Regions from separate parts of the Gossypium hirsutum genome. Here region 1 is linked to region 2. Evidence: chromatin contacts called from public Hi-C data. All regions are on one chromosome and are shown on one strand. The core of a region is the stretch at or near the end of the contact, and the rest is flanking DNA. Distances in the headings are between cores, read along the strand shown.

Evidence for each region. Hi-C and Micro-C count contacts between places; a contact is called where the count stands out from the background.
Region 1: a contact with region 2 is called in a Hi-C map of leaf, with 2.9 times the contacts expected there. The contact joins the enhancer-like site here to the promoter of LOC107912701 in region 2. A contact is called at or near these places in 6 of 34 Hi-C or Micro-C datasets (callus, leaf and seedling).

The regions. Positions count from the first base shown.
Region 1 is chrA11:21,509,602-21,512,994 of Gossypium_hirsutum_v2.1, reverse strand. LOC107912709 (pyridoxal kinase) reads left to right here. Exons shown (of 14, transcript XM_016841016.2): 14 at 1-252. Among protein-coding and RNA genes, the nearest start is that of LOC107912709, 16 kb to the left of the region's middle. Within about 2 kb of position 1,969, at least 4 of the 9 cell types and tissues checked have an H3K27ac peak or open chromatin away from gene starts, as enhancers often do. A contact at or near this core is called in leaf, where this site is marked.
Region 2 is chrA11:21,391,550-21,395,097 of Gossypium_hirsutum_v2.1, reverse strand. It overlaps LOC107912701 (putative disease resistance protein RGA3), which reads right to left and starts at 1,596. Exons shown (of 3, transcript XR_005904920.1): 1 at 1-1,596.

The DNA of each region.
Region 1 (3,393 bases), core at 720-3,219, 120 kb before region 2:
GTTTTTTGTAAAAGGTATTTTGCTACAAGTTTATATTATCGTGTTAGAATAAATAAAAGAGATAATTAACTAATAAGACTCTTGGAACAGTGAGTACATTAGAATGTAGTTCTTTGAATAGCTATAGATATAGAATAGATATTCTCAGAAGCTGAATTTGCGATATTCGCCTTTCACTTCGAAGAAAATTTCAGCATTCTTCAGAGCGACTCATTTTCCTTTTAAATATGTTATAAACTCTTGTTTTTATGATTTGATTTTTCATTGAGTCAACTGAATTTCAGTTTTGCTTGGAACTTTAAGTGCATTAGTATGTAGTACTTTCAATATAGATATTCCAAGAAGAATATATTCATCTTCACATCACCTTTCACTTTTGAAGAAATTTTTGAGTCAGCTTTCTTCAAAGCCATTCATTTTCCATTTAAATACTTTTATGATTTGATCTTCCGTTGGCTCGATCTGATTTTGATTTTACTTGAACTTTAAGTACATTAGGAAGTAGTAGTTTTTATTCCTATAAACATAGAACAGATATTCTAAGAAGCTGAATTAATGAATCTTCACCTAGAAAAAATTTTCGACTCTGCTTTCATTGAAGCGGCTCATTTCAATCTTGCATTGCCTTGATGTAATTTAGTTTTACTTGGAACTGAGTACAATAGAATGCGGTACTTCCAGTAGCCATAGATACAGAATAGTTATTCTAAGAAGCTGAATTCATGGATCTTTACTTTTCACTTAAAGGAAAGTCTGAATCAGCTTTCTCCGAAGTGACTCATTTTCCGTTTAAATATGTTGCTAGCTCTTGCTTTTTATGATTCGATCTTGCATCGGCCTGATATAATTTTGGGATTTACTTAGAACTAAGTACAATAGAATGTATTACTTTGAATAGATATTCTAAGAAGCTGAACTCATGGAAGAGATTTTCGAGTCAGCTTTCTTTGAAGTGACTCATTTTCCTTCTAAATATGTCACCAACTCTTGTTTGATGATTCGGTCTTTGCATCGGCTTGATCTGGTTTCGGTTTTACCCATCCTCGGTAGATGTTCAATAGATTCAGTTCTTTATGATTGCTCATTATGTCATTAAGTCGTCATAGTGGTAAGTAAAATAAGCTTTGGGAAGGAAGGTCTAATACTATTTTGTCGAAAATGCAAGTCCACTGTGTTGCTTAAACATACTATTGTTTAAAATGCCATCAAATTTGTGGTATTTTGTTCATATTTCAAGTATTTTATTATTTCTTTTGCCCACATCATATGTTTTATTATTTTCACGTCATTATTTGATATTCAGGCCAGTATATTTATATATGGTTTACTTAGGTGAAAGTATGGGGATTAACTAGTTTTTTAGTAGAGGTGTTAATTTCACTTTTCACTTTCAAACTAATATTAAGATTTTTATATCAATTTTGTAGTTAAGCTTAAATAAATAAAAAAATTTATTGCATAAATAGTAATTCAAATCCTTTTGGTCTGAAATGTGAAATATCCTTAAACCCAATCAATTACGGGTAAAAAAATATTGCTTGTGTTCATGAACAAATCTGCGGCTATATGCAATAAAAAACTACATCTTATCATTTTCGACACTTAAAACACAAAAAAATAATTATTAATATGACGTAAAATGTAACACGATATACTTGTCTACAAACATCATGAAGAAATCTATTTATGCAGCATAGGGGAAAAAAGGGGAAGGTTATGAAAATTTAATCCAATATGTTGTCCAAAAATTAGATTTTATAACTTCGAACAAAGAAAATAGATATTTGACTGTTTGTTATTTGGTAGACCAATACATACAATTCAATATAATTCTAGTTTCGTTGACCAATATTTTATAGTTTACACATAAATTAGAGTCCAACTTTTGGGAAGCAAATTCTTTGTCAATTGCCTCGGAATTGTCACCAATGAACATTATCTGAACTTTGAAAATTTTTTGAACTTCAAGGCAATGGTCCAGACATGTCCTTAACCACCCCATTTAAATGGGTCCATTACCATGTACAGAAGTTTTACGACTTTATTTCTTTTTTATATAATTTATTCTCAATGACTATTTATAGTAAATTTTTCTTTTAATAATCGGAGGAGTATAGGGTTGCTCGGATCGAATTTAAATTTCATGTTTATAATATAATGTTTTTGTCACTAAATATAAAGATTATTGACTATAATATTTTTTTTGTATTCATCTATAATAAATATACATTTCGTTTTATTTAAATTTTATATGATAAAAACCTTAAAAATAGTCTTAAATTTAATAATGTACCATTTAAATTATATATTATCAATACATCAAATTTATATTTTTACGGGGAGACTAAAAGTATTTCCGTCCCTCTCTAATCTTGACATAATATTTTCAAGACACTAAAGTAAGAGTTTTGATGGTTATATTTTATTATTAATTCTTGTAAAATATGTAAGTCGTGAATTTAGTTTTTGTACTTTAATTTGATTAATTTTAGTTTTTAAACTTTTTAAAATTTAAATTTTAGTCTTAACCCAAATGATAGCGATTAATTCATTAGGTCAAATTCTATTATTAATCTCATACTATGCGTAAGTTGTGGATTTAGTCTATATTCTCTAATTATATTATTTTAGCCCACTTACTTTTTATATATTCAAAATTCCAATCATAACTCTATAAGTAGCTATTAAACCCTTAACTCAAATGACACATTTTTAATATTACATGAAAATAATAAGTTGACATTATATAATACATGTGATAATATTACATAAAGATTAAAAATAATTAAATTAGGGTACAATAATTGAATCCGAAACTTAATCATAATACAATGACTAAAACATTTTTGATGAATTTTTACTAATGTCTTATAAAAATATCTTGACGTATGCATTGTTTTGGTGACGAAAGCCTAATATGTCACTTAAAAAACTCGTCTTGTAAAATTTCTTTTTTAGAATATAAATTTGAGATTTTGAATTTAAATATAAATGGGTAGGCAAAAATGTGAATGTGAAAATTAATTGAAATTCGTTACGATTATATTTTGGAATTGTATAAACATATGAATCATAAGTTCACAAAAGTAACTATGAGAATTATGTTTATATGTATTTTGTTACATTGTTTTGATCAAAGTTAAAACCTTCAAATTATTTATAGTTTTGAACTCATTATTGAGCTTAGTTTGTTCATGGCTACTCTTAAAATATGACATTGAAATATTTAAGATTCAAATTTTGTAGATAAAAGTATTATAGAAGTTTTTATATTAAGATTTGGATTGCATTTTGCTTCCTTTATTAAAAAAAGAACAAATTAGTCCTTGTACATTAGATTAAAAAGTAAACCGGCTCTTCTGTTAATTTCATCCATTTCTACTGTTAAAAACT
Region 2 (3,548 bases), core at 347-2,846:
CAACTGTCCCCGAGAAGGAATAAATCCATTTGCCATCCATAGTCCTATCAGCTCGTCCTTTTCCATGACAGAATCTTTAGGAAATATTGAGCAAAATGAAAAGCATTGTTTCATATATGGTGGAAGATGCTCATAACTCAACCTCAACACAGCCAAGATTCTTTTTCCCTCATCTTCCAAACCCCATATCTCGCTATCTTTGACACGTAACCATTCACTTTCTTGACTTTTGGAACCTAGTATGCTTCCTATGGCCGTAATTGCCAAAGGTACCCCTCCGCATCTCTGCACAATCTGCCTCCCAATCATTTCCAGGTTGACATTACCCTCATTCATTCCCATTACAAAAGCTCTTTGCTTGAACAAGGACCAAGAATCATCATCTGACAAACATCCCAGGCGTTGGAAAGGATCTGTAGCCATCATAAGAGCCACTTTCTCAAGTCGAGTTGTGACAATGATTGTACTTCCTCTTCGTCCACTCCGTAGCGCTTGCTTCAGCCTAACCCACTTGTCACGGTATTCATTCCACACATCATCCAATACAAGCAAAAATCGTTTCCCAACAAGCTTTTCTCCTAAGTGCCGTTGCAGGGGATCTAACTCTTGGATATCGCATAACTTCCCTTCAATGGATTCCACAATAGTTTTAGTCAACCGTTTTATATCAAAATCATCGGATACACACACCCAAGCTCTCATATCAAAGGCTTTTGCAACATTTTCATCATTGTAAGCCAATTGAGCAAGTGTGGTCTTTACAAGACCTCCCATGCCGCATATTGCATACACAGAGAGATCATCATGGTGACTCGCATTGCTAAGTAACATGCTAACTATCTCTTCCTTCTCATCTGCTCTGCCTAGTATTTCAGACTCGTCCACAAGGGAGCTGGTTTGCCTGTCTTCATTCTGCTCGATCTCAGCTTCTCCTACACCCTCTCTCAAGTGGAACTTGCTTTTCTCCTCAGCAATGGCATTTAATTTCTCTCTAGCATTCTTAAATTTACGTGCCATTTGTAACCGAAACACAAGTGGGTTCCGAGGAGAAAAGAAGGTGGATACCTTGCTTCTTGCATCCTTACACAGGCTACGGTTCCGAGCTTCTTCTTTGAAGTCATCGAGCACATCTTCCAGATGATAAGCTGCTTGTTTGAGCTTTCCAAGCCAGTTCTTGATAGCTTCACTCTTCCACTGCTTCTTCTCGGCATCAAGGAGCACGGCTTGGATTGTAGATAGAGTGCTCTCCAGACAGTCAAGCTCTGTTTTGAGGCTGCCCGCAAGGCCGATCTGCTCCAGGGACAAGGAGGTCAATTTGTCCAAAATGGTATTCACAAAAGCCGAAACAAATGCGTCCGCCATTTCTACTCTCTCCTAAAATTTCGTGATCAGCAAAGCAACAATAATTGGAAACTGAAGAAGAATTTGGTAACAAAGAAACAACGGTGGATGGATTGCGGATAATCAAAGATAAGAAAATAATGGCACATAAAGTTGGTTCCACACTGCATTGACTTGACTTTGTAAGCCAAATAAGGCGCCATATCTTTAATGTGGAAAAAGAGGGAAAGTAGGTGGTGTAAAATACAAAGACTAATTATGAAGTTTGGTGAGTTGATTGTTTACCTGGTAATTGATTTTTATATAAGAATGGAGTATATTTAATGGTTAATATTTGTTTTTGGTAGAACATTATCACTGCTATCGCTAATAATAATTAATAAAATAATAATAAACAAATTGACTATATAATATTCAAAATACATGTAGAAAACTTCAAAGAATTTATGACATATATTTCCCATCTCATCTCCCAAACCAGAATAACATAATCCACAAGAACTAATCATTATTCGAAAATGTTATGTTGGCAAACATCAATAATTTCTTTTTTAATGGTTAAACCAAAATCATAACTTACTTTTTATACAAATTTAAAAACCAATAAAAAACTGGAGCGAAGTAGAGCTAGACCGGTGCAAGAGTTCACTTATCTATCCCTTTCATAATTTCATTATAAAAATATTAAATGTAAAAATAATTTTTTTAAAGGTTTAAGGGTCAAATAGATCATCAATCAAAAATTTAAAAATTAATTGAGCCTTTATGAAATAGTTGTATTCATTTGAGCCCTTAGCTGACCAGTTTGACTGTTAACATGCTAACGCGGTAGATGAAAGCCACCAAAAGATGTTATGTAATAGTATGCTTACGTGACATGCTGATGTCAGCAAAAAAAAATTTAAAATATATTTTACAAATTAAAAAAACTAATTAAAACAAGCATATAGAATGAATTTGGACAAATGGTAACCCAAATTCATTTTGAATGAGTGCAAAATTAAAAAATTAAAAAAATTACTAAAATTATTTAAAAAATTATAAAATATATAATTATAATAATTTACTCTAAATTTATCATTATATATATATTGTGATACAGAAGTGGAGAAAGAGGAGGGGGTGGTGTCAAAGGAGGCCAATTCACCCATTCTAGGGGCGACAGCTGGAGAAGTAAACGGGCTCAAGATCAATACTTAGCGTTTTAGGTTTTTGTGTGGAAAGGAGTCCCCCTATTAAGTAATACCCAACCAAGTCCAAATTGGGGTAGGAATATAACAATAGTCTCCCCTTAGTCGAGAGATAGGTTATAAAGTGACCTAATTCGAGACTATCCACAAGTTATCCCCAGGGTGATAGTTGTTGCAAGTAACAGGTGGAGGGTACAATTTATTGGTTGAATGTCCCGGGAATATATGATGCCTTGTGAGGCTATTGAAATTCATTTGTACCCTTAATATTAATGTGTTAGTGGATGGCATTTTTATTCATAGTTGACTTGTATAAATTTCGCTTTTTGATTTAGCAAGTGGTATGTCCATTGGTTCGACAAACTGAAGATGTCTAATGTACACTCAAGTGGTGCAATTGTCAATTAGAAAATCCGAATTTAATTTATGAAAACCAAGAGTTTGATCATCTCTCTTTTGTAAAGTTTTCAAGAAAAGAAGAAATAGAAAATAACAAAAATTAAAATATATTCTAAAAAGAAAAGAAACAAAAGTCTAATCTAAAAATGAGAGGAAAAGAAAAGGGTTTTTTTACCTATATATTATAAAATTAAAAAAAAATACTAAAATGGTATGTTAAAAAGATTATATACCAAAATGGTATATCTAAGAGGTGAAGGGTGGTGCATAGGCGGCACCATCCTAGAATTCTGACACATTTCAGTTAAAATATATATATATTTTAATAATGGTGCCAAAGTGATTAGGAGCACCACTTTGTGATACAATCTAACGTCCAACAAGGAAGACAACCAAAACAGCCAAGACTTCCTTTCCGCTTGTCTCCCCTCTCTCCCAATGTTCTTCATTAAAAAAAAAAGGTATTTATAAGAAGAGGAGATTAAAATTGTCTGTTAAAGAAAGAAATAGAGAGAGAGAGAGCTCTCTGCACAAGAAATATATAGAGGGAGAGGGAAGAAATCTTTGCTGGATGTAAGTAAGAAAGAAGGTGTGTGTAAAAAAAGGTTAAAAACAAAA